2 separate regions of the Anser cygnoides genome follow, and region 1 is linked to region 2. A link is a contact called in public Hi-C data. All regions are on one chromosome and are shown on one strand. The core of a region is the stretch at or near the end of the contact, and the rest is flanking DNA. Distances in the headings are between cores, read along the strand shown. Region 1 overlaps LOC106033235 (a long non-coding RNA gene). Region 2 holds the start of WTIP (WT1 interacting protein).

Region 1 (5,579 bases), core at 2,618-5,117, 91 kb before region 2:
CTCTCAGTCCTTTTGTCAATCTGTTGACTCTCTCCAGCTCTGAGGTTTGGTGTCTGGTTGTATGTAGCCATTATCGAATTGTGCAGAAGTCTTTTCGGTATGTGTGCAAGCCTTGGCAAAATGTCCTGCAACAGTATGAGAGGTCCCCTAAGAGAAAGAGCTTTTATTTCTCTTCATATAATGCTTAGCTTCATTCCTATGAGTTGCTATTACTTATCTGATTTCTATATGTTTCCTTGTGGAGCTGCAGTGCTTTTTGGGTTGTGTGTAAATATGGTCCATATGTTGTCTTTCCCAGTGTAACTGTGTGATCATGTTCGTAAACCATTTGCCTATTCAGCTCCTTACGATGAATGCTAGTTTAATTACAAATGATGCTGTACCTGAGAGATTCAGTTCTCTGCTGATGATAGCACCGTTACTTTCCTGAATTATCTGGATAGTCTTTAAACAAGTCTGTGGCCTAGGGCCAGTGGCCGTACCACAACTTAGTAGGTTAAGATTCATTCTTCCATCCATTCTGATGCATATTGTTGCCTATCCCACCTCACATGAGCTGGTCAGTCTGGAGGTACCTTGGAAGTTCATGTGCAGAAACTATTAATTGCTCTGAAGCTACAGGTGAAGACAGTAGTTTAAAGGACCTTTATAGGCTTTACACTGAGCTCCATGCACATTAGCAAGGACTTCAGAAGATCTGCACGCAGTTACTGCGAAGGTCAGAAAGCACAGCTTTAATTGAGGTGCCTTGGTTGGAGGGATACGTATCCACTCGCATCCCTAACGAGAGCAGATCACGCTGCCTAAGTTGCATCTGTTTTGCTTTGTTCATGAGGGGAATGCCTTTCATGTTACCTGGTTAGTCTGCAGACACAATAGCATTAATGCTGCCTGGATTCCAGTAAATCTTTGGGTTTTACAGTGGGAAATGTAAAGGTGTAGCTTCTCCAAGAAGCTATTCATGTAGTTGAAATTAACTGCTATGCTTCTGCTCTAAAAAGATTTTTCCACTTACAAATACAGGTGAATACAGTGTATTTGTAATACAGTGTAAATGTTATCTTATCACTGCCCTACAAAGAAAGAAAGCAAGTGGCAAATTCACAGTTCAGGTCAGCAAAGGTTTGTGTATGGATAGAGATGCTCTCCAGGATGGAAATGAAGTTTGTTACTAGTGGTCGTGCAGGGGAGGCTAGCGGCTGCCTACAGGGAGGCAACATGCAAATGGCTGAAGGGAAGAGAAGGATTATGGCGGGGGGATCCCTGTAAATGAGCAGATAATGACAGTTGTTGGCAGGGAACTTCGGGAATAGTCAGGTGTGCAAGCAGCAGTGGCTCCCACCTGGCCCCTGTGTGCCATGTCACTGTCACGGGCACAGTTGCAGGGCTTAGGTCCTCCTGAGGGTGGTCAGATGTATTAGGAGAGGTGCAAGCAAGCTTCCTTCATGTTGGGTGTCTGCCGCAGGTCATGCTGGCCCGTCTCTTTTTGCAGAGTTGTATTTCTGGCCAGCATGAGGCTGCTTGCTTTGGCTTGAGTGTGTGTGGCAAAATGCATGACAAAATATTTAGGAAAAAAAGTAGGCGTGCACCTGAGCACAAATTCTTGAAGCTCTTAAAACCTCATCTGTCTAGAGTCCAGCTCTGCAAATGAAATCTTTTTGTATGCTACCGGCTTCTTGAGCATGCAGCCAGTATTCTTGTGGGTTACATTTTCATATACTTATGCTGTAGCTATATAGACCTTTATGTATACACTTGAATTCCTTTTCCCTCCATTGTATCATTCCAGAGCTTGAGGGTATAGCAAAAAATGAACACGGAGAGGAGAGTGTTTCTTGGGCTTTGGGTTTTAATTTATTTATTTTTTACTCCTCAGGAGCCATATGAATCACTCATAACCATGAAAAGACTTTGTAAATAATTTGGAAAAACAGGCCTTCTGACCTATTTTAGTCCTCCAAGATGGCAAAAAAAATTCCCTCAAAACTGCTAAAGTAATCTGGAGGTAGAAGGTTTACTGTTTCCCCCTTGCATGCCACCACTGCTGCTCTGGAGACTTTTAAAACCCCTGAGCAGCATGAAAGGTAGATGTGACATTGTGCAGGGAGCTGCAGATGGTAGGCGCTGGCAGGCCCACGAGAGTAAACTTTCTGGGGGCAGCTGTTCTGTGTCACTGCTGTCACGTTGTTCTTTAACAGGAGGCAGCAGTAACGGGAGGGAGACAGTGCTGCACAGAGCTGCTGTTTGTACAGGGAGCTTCACCCTCGTTCGGTGAATTAGGAGAGTCTGACAAACATAAAGGGAATTTCGAAGTGTTAATGCATTAATTCATGCCTCTGCTTGTTTCTCATAGTAGTACTCCGTTGTGGGACTGGCTTTTTGATATAACAGCTTATAAATAGCAGACGCTAAGGCAGAGGGATGTCTGGTTTGCCACCATTGCTTGGTGGGCCAGTACGAGCCTGAAAATCTCCTGGTCATCTGCTTCTTCTGAATACCATCGCTTTTCCAACTTCTGCTGCTCATAGGATGAGTGTCAGGCTTTGGTGCTCAGAAATGGTATTTGTTCTGGTTGTTCATGACATCTATTTTGTTGTCTTTGAGCAATAAGGTGACATTTAAGATACCTCTGATAACACTTTTCTTTGTCTCGTGGGTATTATACACATGCAAATGTATAATACAAGCAGAAATGTAGGTATTCTTTTTTGTAAATTTGGCTGAAGCTTGACAGGTATGTTGGAAAAGCTTATCTCCCTTTAGAGTACAAAATTTGGGTGGCTGCTATGCAACAGTCATGCCAAAGGGCTTTGCTGGCATTGCACGTATAAACAGAGGTTTGGGACGAAACTTACTTTTTGGGTTAGCATTGCTGTTTCTTATTTTTCAGTACTTTGTGTAGACTAAATCATGAAACAGAATAAGTAATGGACTGTCTGACTCTATTACCAGTGAAGAGCAGAGTTGTAGGAACTTCCTTGGTTTTGGCCAAAAGGAACATTTGTCTTTAATGTTCAGCATTAAAAATGACACATGTGAATCCTTTCATTTTTGCTGGTTTGAGAAACAAGACAAACTGGAAAAAAAGGCATCCCAAGAAAGTTATCTGGCAAAGAGTAAGTTAACCATGAATTAAATTAATATTTCTGTATTGCTAGTATGAAGCTGATGCTTTACACAGTCATCAGAGAATAAATCTGTACTGATTGAAAGAAATCAATGTTTGGGCTTGTTCTTTGACCAAAAATTTAGTTTTATTCACTGAAAGGAATATTCCTCCCCCCTGACACTGTGATGCAGGAGTCGTTCAAGAAATGTGTGTGTTCTCGTGCTATGTTATCGGCTATGTTATACCAATTCCTTTGTTACGGTTTTATTTAAGCTTTTGGTTCAGAACCAAGCTGTAAAATTTAGGGAGGAATCTGAGGATATGAGGCAATTGATGAGGTAGTTATTTCTTCCTTCTATACTGTAGGGGGGAAAAAAAAAATCTGTTGGATTTTGTCTGAACTGAAACTAGAGGGGGGATAAGCAACTCTTCTTGTATCCCTTTCCTGCTAAGAGCTGGTCGCTCAGAGGGAGGTACTCACCCTTCCAGCAGTTGGTTAGGTTCCTCGCCCAGACAAGTTTATTCACCTCCTGGTGGATTATGCTTTAAATGTATATGAACACCAGGAAAGCATGACCTGAAATGTGGTTTGTAGTAAAATTTTCCATGAACGTAGTTCAGGAGAGCTTACCTTCCAAAAGACATTTATAAACTCTCTCTTCTATTCAAGGCAGAGCTGGCTTGTTGGTGGCTATGCTTTATTATGTAACTTTATTTGGGAAATGGAAAATTGTGCTTTTCCTCCCTGAAATAACCTCTAAAATGCATCAGGAAAATGCTGCAGTTCCTTTGGGAGAACACTTGCGGGTGCCTCTATCTGTTAACCAGCTGGAGCGAGAGCACTGACACCAACACTGTCACTTAAGCACCGTAGTGCTTAATATTTCTCTGAAATGCGTCTGATCCTTTATCATGAGGACCGAATGAAGTGAAACCATTACTGTAAACACAGAAAACATTCCACAACGTTCCAAAGTGCACATTTTTGGCAGCAGTAACCTTTCTCCAGATAGTTGCCTGGGAATTTACAAATTGGTCACATCTGAGTCTGTTTTGTGAACCTTCCTGAAATCTGCACCTGCCTCGCAGAGACATACAGAAGGAGAGAGGCTATAGATACTTTTGTTGATGTTTCATTAGAGGCAAATTTAAACAGCCATGTTTTAAGGTCTGGTTATAACATCTTGGGTGGCAAAACATCTTGTTATTTGTTGGAAGTGAACACTTGGTGAGTCAGTTGTGCTTCTTGTTTTTTCTTACCCCCCCCCCCCCCCCCCCCCCCCCCCCCCCCGAATTACTGGGACTTTTTTTTTCTCTGAACGAAGCATATAACTTTCTCCAGGTTATTTTTGTTGTGAAGAGAGGACAAATACTTAAATAACAATCTGAATTGCTGAGTGGTAAGAGGTCTCCTGGTGCTGTTTTTATCAGGCACTGGAACTGATATTGGAGTAAAGAGGGCAGCAGTGAGTCGCAATCGTACAGGAAGGGTTGAAATAGAATGTGCAGGTAACACAGCAGGAACCTCTTTTGAAAGACTGTTGAATTGTGGTAATAATTCCAACTGCTCCAACATCCACAAAGTGTATGTTTCATGGTGAAAGACAGGCCACAACAAATTTCCCTGCAAAATTATCAAAATATTTGTCCATCAAATGTAAAGAGTGATTTTATTATTATTATTTTTTTCAGTAGTAGTATTTGACTAGTTGTTCTGTTAGATTCAGGTACGGAAGCTGAATTTAAAGCTTGCTTACAGATTTTCAAAGAGATTAATTATTATTCTAGTTCAGCAGCTCTGGAAATGCACTAACATTCTTTTAAGACCTATATAGGCTTTTTGGTCAATGCATGGTCCTGTCTTACTACAGGACAATTTCATCCTGGACCGTGGCACTCTGAACTTGCTGTATTATTTGACTGTTATGAAAACATTTCAAGCTGTTTGGTCTTGATCCTTGTTTAGTCCCAAGTACAATTTGTTTGATGTGAGTAGCCAGTTGCTGGTGGAAATGAATGCTTTGTAACAACAACATAGGGTTGAAAGATTTTTTTTGTTTCTTGGTGAAGGCTTTTGGTCAGCCAGAAAAACACAGAGTGGTTAAGTCTGGGTTTAAATCTTTGGATGCAGAAGCTTTTATAGTCCCTCTGGCTTCAGTCAGAGCAAGCTCACGGGTATAAACCCGTGAGGAATCAAGAATTCATATTCTTATTCCCAGTGTTATGGAAGGTATTTCCCAATCAGTTGTGTCCTTGTAGGCTTTATTAAAAAAATACAAGTGCTTATGTATTTACATACATGCACACACCCTAAAAAATCCAAATGCTTTCTCTCCCATTCTTTGTGAAGACATCCTTTCAAAGCTGGCAGTGATGTGAAGGTGGAGCATCTACTCTTTTTCACTATTTCGCATATCTGTTTTTTATTATCTGTTTCTAGTGGGAATAGAATATCTTAAAGACTTTCTCT
Region 2 (5,420 bases), core at 2,072-4,571:
ACAGGCTGAGGTAACATGCGTCTCCATCTCGAACAACACTTGTGTCAGTCGGGGATCACACTACCAGTGCCCAGCCAGCACACAAAGGCTGAGGTACCCGTCCCCTCAGAGGCCGTGGACTCAGCAGTTCCCACACAGGGCCACTGCTGGGTGCTGACTGAGCTCCTCGTGACCCCAAGCCCCCCATCTCCCCAGGCCTTGTTCTCCCTTCTCTGACAGGAGTCCCCCCCCCCCCAGAGCCCACAGCCCCAGTTCAAGCTGCTCCCAAGGGCTGCCCAGGTCCAGCTGCCCTACCCAGCCATCGCCTGGCTCATCCCGTCCCCAGAGGAACGGGGCAGTATTTGTACGCTCCAGGATTATCTTTCAAAGGCATTTTGGCCTTTATCACCCAGTACAAAATAAAAGACACAGGAACTTTGACACGACTACAAAGCATGTTCACGTGTTTCAAGAAGTTGCTTTTTTTCTATAAAGAAGCACTGAAGATACCCGGATGACTACCAAAAAGCTGACACCACCTCACCAAGGACAGACAAGTCTGCTCTCCCCTGACCTCCCCTCACGTGCCAGAGATGACACCAACCCCTACCAGACTCGTGCGCAGCACGGACCTGCAAGGCCTCACGGGGTGGAAACAATGCTGGGATGCCACAAGCACTCTGAACTAGGACAACGTAACTGAATGAGGCACTAAAACTGCTTCACCAGCCAGGCTCATTGTCTTTAACAACTTAAACGTTGTAGATGGCCTGAAAGTATGATCACAAATACCACAGCCTCAGCAGGCTGAACTTTATCGATGAAGGCAAATGAGCAAATCAGTGTGAACCCCAACAGCTTCTGTAACACTTGAGACAAGTCTCCTATCTGCACCTGGAAGGGGAAGAGTCACAAAGCCTAGCAAACTGTACAAGAAATAGAAGATAAAACACCAGGTACGAGGCAAAGTGCAAACGCTTCTGACACCAGTTAGAAAGACAGTATCTGTGGTGAGCCAGCTTTCTCTTACAATGACCAGAGGCTTCAGTAGGTAACTGGCCCAGAGCAGTTCTGGGCATCACACCCTCACCTTCCCCAGAGCTAAAATCACCCAGCTCCAGGCAGGCCCCGCACACCATCACCTTCTAGCCGCTCGCCCCCTCCAGGCCCCACACCCTGCCTCCCCGAGCAGGTCACTCACCGAAGTACTCCTTCTTCATGTGCATCTCCAGCTCCTTCTCCAGCTCCAGCGTCAGCGCCTCCAGCCTCCTCTCCGCCTGGCTGGGGCCGCTCTCCCGGCTCGGCGTCACCTGGTAGGGGAGCTTGAATTTGGGAGCCGAGGCCGAGCCTTTGGTGGGGCTGTAGGCGTAGGGGGACGCGGCGTCGGGGCCGCCACCGCCAGCCGGGTGCTGCTGGTCGTGGCGCGGCGGGGACTGGGCATGGATCTTGTGGTAGCCATCGGGCAGCTCGGGCACCACGCAGTCCTCCTGCAGGCCGGGCCCCAGCAGCGAGGAGCGGGGCGAGGGCAGCTGCAGCTCGGGGTAGGCGCTCATGGAGCCGCGGGAGCTCCGCGAGCTCTGGCTGGAGATGCTGGAGCGGGGGCTGACCACGGCAGCGCCCTGCACGCCGCGGCCCTCGGGGGGCCCGCAGAGGCTGGAGCGGGGGCTGGCCACGGCCAGGCCGGCGGCAGCGGCCCCGTCCAGCTCGGCGCCGCCCGGCGGGCCGTACCTGGAGTCCGAGTAGCTGGAGCGGGGGCTGGTGGGGCACGAGTACTGGCTGGCGGTGCTGGAGCGGGGGCTGGCGTGGCGCTGGTCGTAGCCCATGCTGATGCCGCTGGTGCGGTTGCTGCTGGGCTTGCTGCCGCCGCCACCGCCGCCGTCGTAGCTGGTGAGGCTGGCGCGGGGGCTGGAGTGCTTGCTGGTGTCGCTGGCCGTGCTGGCGTAGCTGGAGCGGGGGCTCAGCGCCGCGCCGTCGTACTGCACCAGGCTGCCGCGGGGGCTGCCGTACTTGTCCTGCCCGGGCACCACCAGGCTGGAGCGGGGGCTCGAGAACTTCTCGTAGGGCAGCGAGCACCCCGCGCCGCCCAGGCTGGAGCGGGGGCTGGAGAACTTGCCGTGCTCGGCGCCGGGGCCCGGCGAGGCGGCGGCTGCGGCGGGAGCCAGGCTGGCCCGGGGGCTGGCGGCTCCGTACTTGCCGTCGGGGCCCCCGGCCGCCCTCCCGCCGCCCTTGGCCACGTAGCCGCCGTCGTAGGCGCTGCCGGCGGCGTAGCGGTAGCCCTCGGCCGAGTAGCGCTTGCCCTTGTCGGGGAAGCCGCTGTAGCAGGGCAGCGCCACCTCGGAGCGGGTGCACAGCCCCTCCTCGCAGCACGGCGGCCCGGCGGCCGGCGGCGGCGGCTCGGCGCGGCCGTTGGCGGCGCGGAGCGGGGCGGCGGGCGGGTAGGCTTTGCCGCAGGGGGCGGCGGGGAAGGGGAAGGCTTCGGCGGGCGGCGGCGGCGCGGCGGTGCCGTTCATCTTGCGGCCCCGCTGCTCCGCCGGCATGTGGGCGGCCAGCACCCGCTTGGTCTCCTCCAGGTCCGGGGGGAGCGGCGGGTCCCGGCGGCCGCCCCGGCCGTACGGTGCCTCCGGGCAAGGCTCGTAGAGGGACAGATCTTCCAGGAGCTTGGTGGCCTTCAGTGCCATGTCCTCCTCGTACTTCTCCATGCTCGGCCGGAGCCCGGCGAAAGTCTCCGCGAAGGCGCAGTCCAGAGGAGGAAAAGATTAAAAAATAAATAAAGTAAAAAAAATAAAAACCCGCCCCCAAAAGAAAGCCCCTCGACAGGACACAGCCGGCGGGACGCAGCTCCTTCCCCGGCGGGCGGCCCGGGCTGCGAGCAGGCTGGGCGGCGATCACCTCGGCGGCATCCCGGCTCTGCACGGCTCGGCGCGGCCGGGCTGCCCAGCGGCGGGCGGCGAGCGGAGGCGAGGAGCCCCTGTGTCACTTTCCAGCCTTAAATAAGTTGCTGGGTCCAGTCAATGGCGCGCTGCGCGGAGGAATTTGCGCTCGGCGGCTCCCTGCCCCCGCCGCCCCCGGCCGGCCGCCCCGCGGCGGGGCCGCGGCTCCTGCCCGCACCCCCGGGCGGGGGCGAAGGCGGCGGCCGGTCCGTGAGGGGCTTCGCGGGGCGGCCGGCGGGGCGCGGGGCGCGGCGAGGCAGGGACTCCTTTGTGTGGGGCAGGAATGCGAGGAAGGAGACTGGGCGCTGCGTCCCGCTGGAATGTAGTTAATGCCGGAGCCAAACAATGATTTGCACCGAGTCAGGCGGGGAGAGGGCGGCCGCGGCGGCGGGGCCGGCGGCTTCCCCTCAGCGCGGCCCACTCCCGAGCGCCGCTGCCCGGGGCTGTCACCGCCACGGGGCTCGGCCGGGGGCTGAGGGGAGTCCCCGGCCCTGAGGGGGGGTCCCGGTGCCGGGCGGGGGCGGCCGCGGCCCCGTTTCCCGCTCTCGGCCCTGACTGGAACTTTCGGCCGGGGCGCGCCCCCCGCGGGCAGGGGCTGAGGCGCGGCCGCTGCGAGCGGCTCCCACCTGTGCCGGAGCCCCGGCACCTGAGGGCTGCTTGTACTTATTGGCTTCGTTTTTAAATAAATAAATAAATAAAAGCAATACCGGGACGCGATGAACGCGCCGTGGCCCAAAGCAATCTGCGAATTGACATAAGCTTGAAAAAAGCTTGCTGCTGTTTGTGTAATTTTGCGAAAGCTTTATCTGTTGATCCCGTAACAAACACGGTGCTGCTTGGTATTTACGTTTGTATACACACAGCAGTCTGTCAGAAAACACCAGTCTACTGAGCTGAGACCTCCGATGTGAAACTGTAGCCTACAGTTAATTTTTTTATAAGTACAACTCCCTGATGAGCATCAGTGTTGATCTCAGAAACACTGAGGAAGCCCGAGCAATAGGTACCTGAGCAGTGTCAATGCAATGAGAGAAATATGTTGCAAGTTTGTGCTGCAGGTGCTCTGTCCCTGCCAAGAACATTTTATCCTGTTATCATACCTAATTAAACATTAAAAGCAACTGTGTACTTGAAAATGTCCCCAGCTGTGGAGGGCAATTGATTGGCAATCTGTTTGTGTGTGCAAAAAACATTAAAAAAAAAAAAAAAAAAAAAAAGAAATCTAGCAAACCATCTAAATGTGCAAAACCAGCCCTGAAAAGCAAACCTGTTAGACATGGAAGAGGCTGTTCACTGTTGATGTGAACGTATGTGTACATCAGCAACCCATCTTGGGAGTCAACCACTTTTCTGCTACGTTTTCACATCTCCAGCGGTCTCATTACACTTTCTGCTGGTATCACCACATGCTTCCAGAGGTTACTTCCCAGAAGTAGTATCTCACCTCTGGTCTGCAGGTGCGCGACCGCTGAAAGCACCTCTTGCTGTAGCACATCCTGGCACGTACCGCCGCGGTTCCAAACAACACGCAGCGCAGGCCCTGGGCGATGGCAGCAGAAGCCTCCCTGCGAAGGTGCCATGGCGCTGACCTGGATCACAGCAGCATTTCAATTCCCTGCTCCACTCAAGCCTTGTGCTTTCTGGTGAAGCTGAGGCTCCTTCTGCAGCACGCACAGAAATCCCAGTTAACTTGAGTGCTGAGCCAGGGACTCCTGCACAAAGTGCACTACGGGCAGTGGGCATCTCACAGGCTGCTGCCTTCAAGCATGCGGGTGCTGAGCTCCTCCGTTTCTGGTTCCTGGGGCCTTTGCTAGGATGATCTGTCCTCTGACTGGCTGTGGATTACTCACTGACAGTTTTTATTAGGTTGTCTTCTTGTGAATCTAGGAGAGGCTCATGGACAACCTGGGAACCTAGGCCATCAGAGCACCTACAGAAAAGCTAATTTATTGTATTTCTTTTTTTTTTTTTTTAACTTCTTAACGGTAGGTAACTCTATTATTAATCAAACAGGGTGTGGAGAGCATATCCTGAGGGGCTCTGCCTGTGTGCTTGCACAAGGAAGGATTCTGAGCAGCTGTTTTTAGGAGCCAAACAGTGGGAACTGCAGAGCTGATGCTGTGTGAAGTCAGAAGCATAAGCTCAAGCGGAGGAGCTTGTTGTCCTCCCATAGCTCTGTCTTCTGAGCCACAAATCAGCCCTCATTCTGCCTTCAGCACAGTCTGATGCTGCTGCTGCCAGCAGGTTGCAAGTTCTTACAGTAAGCCTCTCGGTATGTAAGTAGTTAAAGCACGTGCTTTCTTTAGTATGAACTCATGGGAAAAACATACTGGGGACTGAGAGAGTCTGGGGAATCTACGGAAATAGCCCTTTTTAGTAAGCAATTTGGATCAAACGATGAAAATCACTTATGTTTACTGTTGAAAGCTTATGCTCAAAAAGTAAATCCTCAAAGCAAGGCCCAGTCAAGTCTGTTGCAGCCCTGGGCCAGAGTATTCCTGCACAGTGTTC

Evidence for each region. A called contact is a pair of places that touch in the nucleus more often than the background predicts.
Region 1: a Hi-C map of liver shows a contact between it and region 2, with 4 times the contacts expected there. The contact joins the enhancer-like site here to the promoter of WTIP in region 2. A contact is called at or near these places in 4 of 7 Hi-C or Micro-C datasets (fetal liver, granulosa cells and liver).

The regions. Positions count from the first base shown.
Region 1 is chr12:10,106,324-10,111,902 of Taihu_goose_T2T_genome, reverse strand. All of the region lies in intron 1 of LOC106033235 (a long non-coding RNA gene), which reads left to right. Among named protein-coding and RNA genes, the nearest start is that of GPI, 62 kb to the left of the region's middle. Within about 2 kb of position 3,867, at least 1 of the 3 cell types and tissues checked has open chromatin away from gene starts, as enhancers often do. A contact at or near this core is called in liver, where this site is marked.
Region 2 is chr12:10,014,579-10,019,998 of Taihu_goose_T2T_genome, reverse strand. WTIP (WT1 interacting protein) reads right to left here and starts at 3,321. Exons shown (of 8, transcript XM_013176618.3): 1 at 1,181-3,321. The coding sequence starts at 2,678. LOC136791767 (a long non-coding RNA gene) reads left to right here and starts at 4,938. Exons shown (of 3, transcript XR_010834352.1): 1 at 4,938-5,181.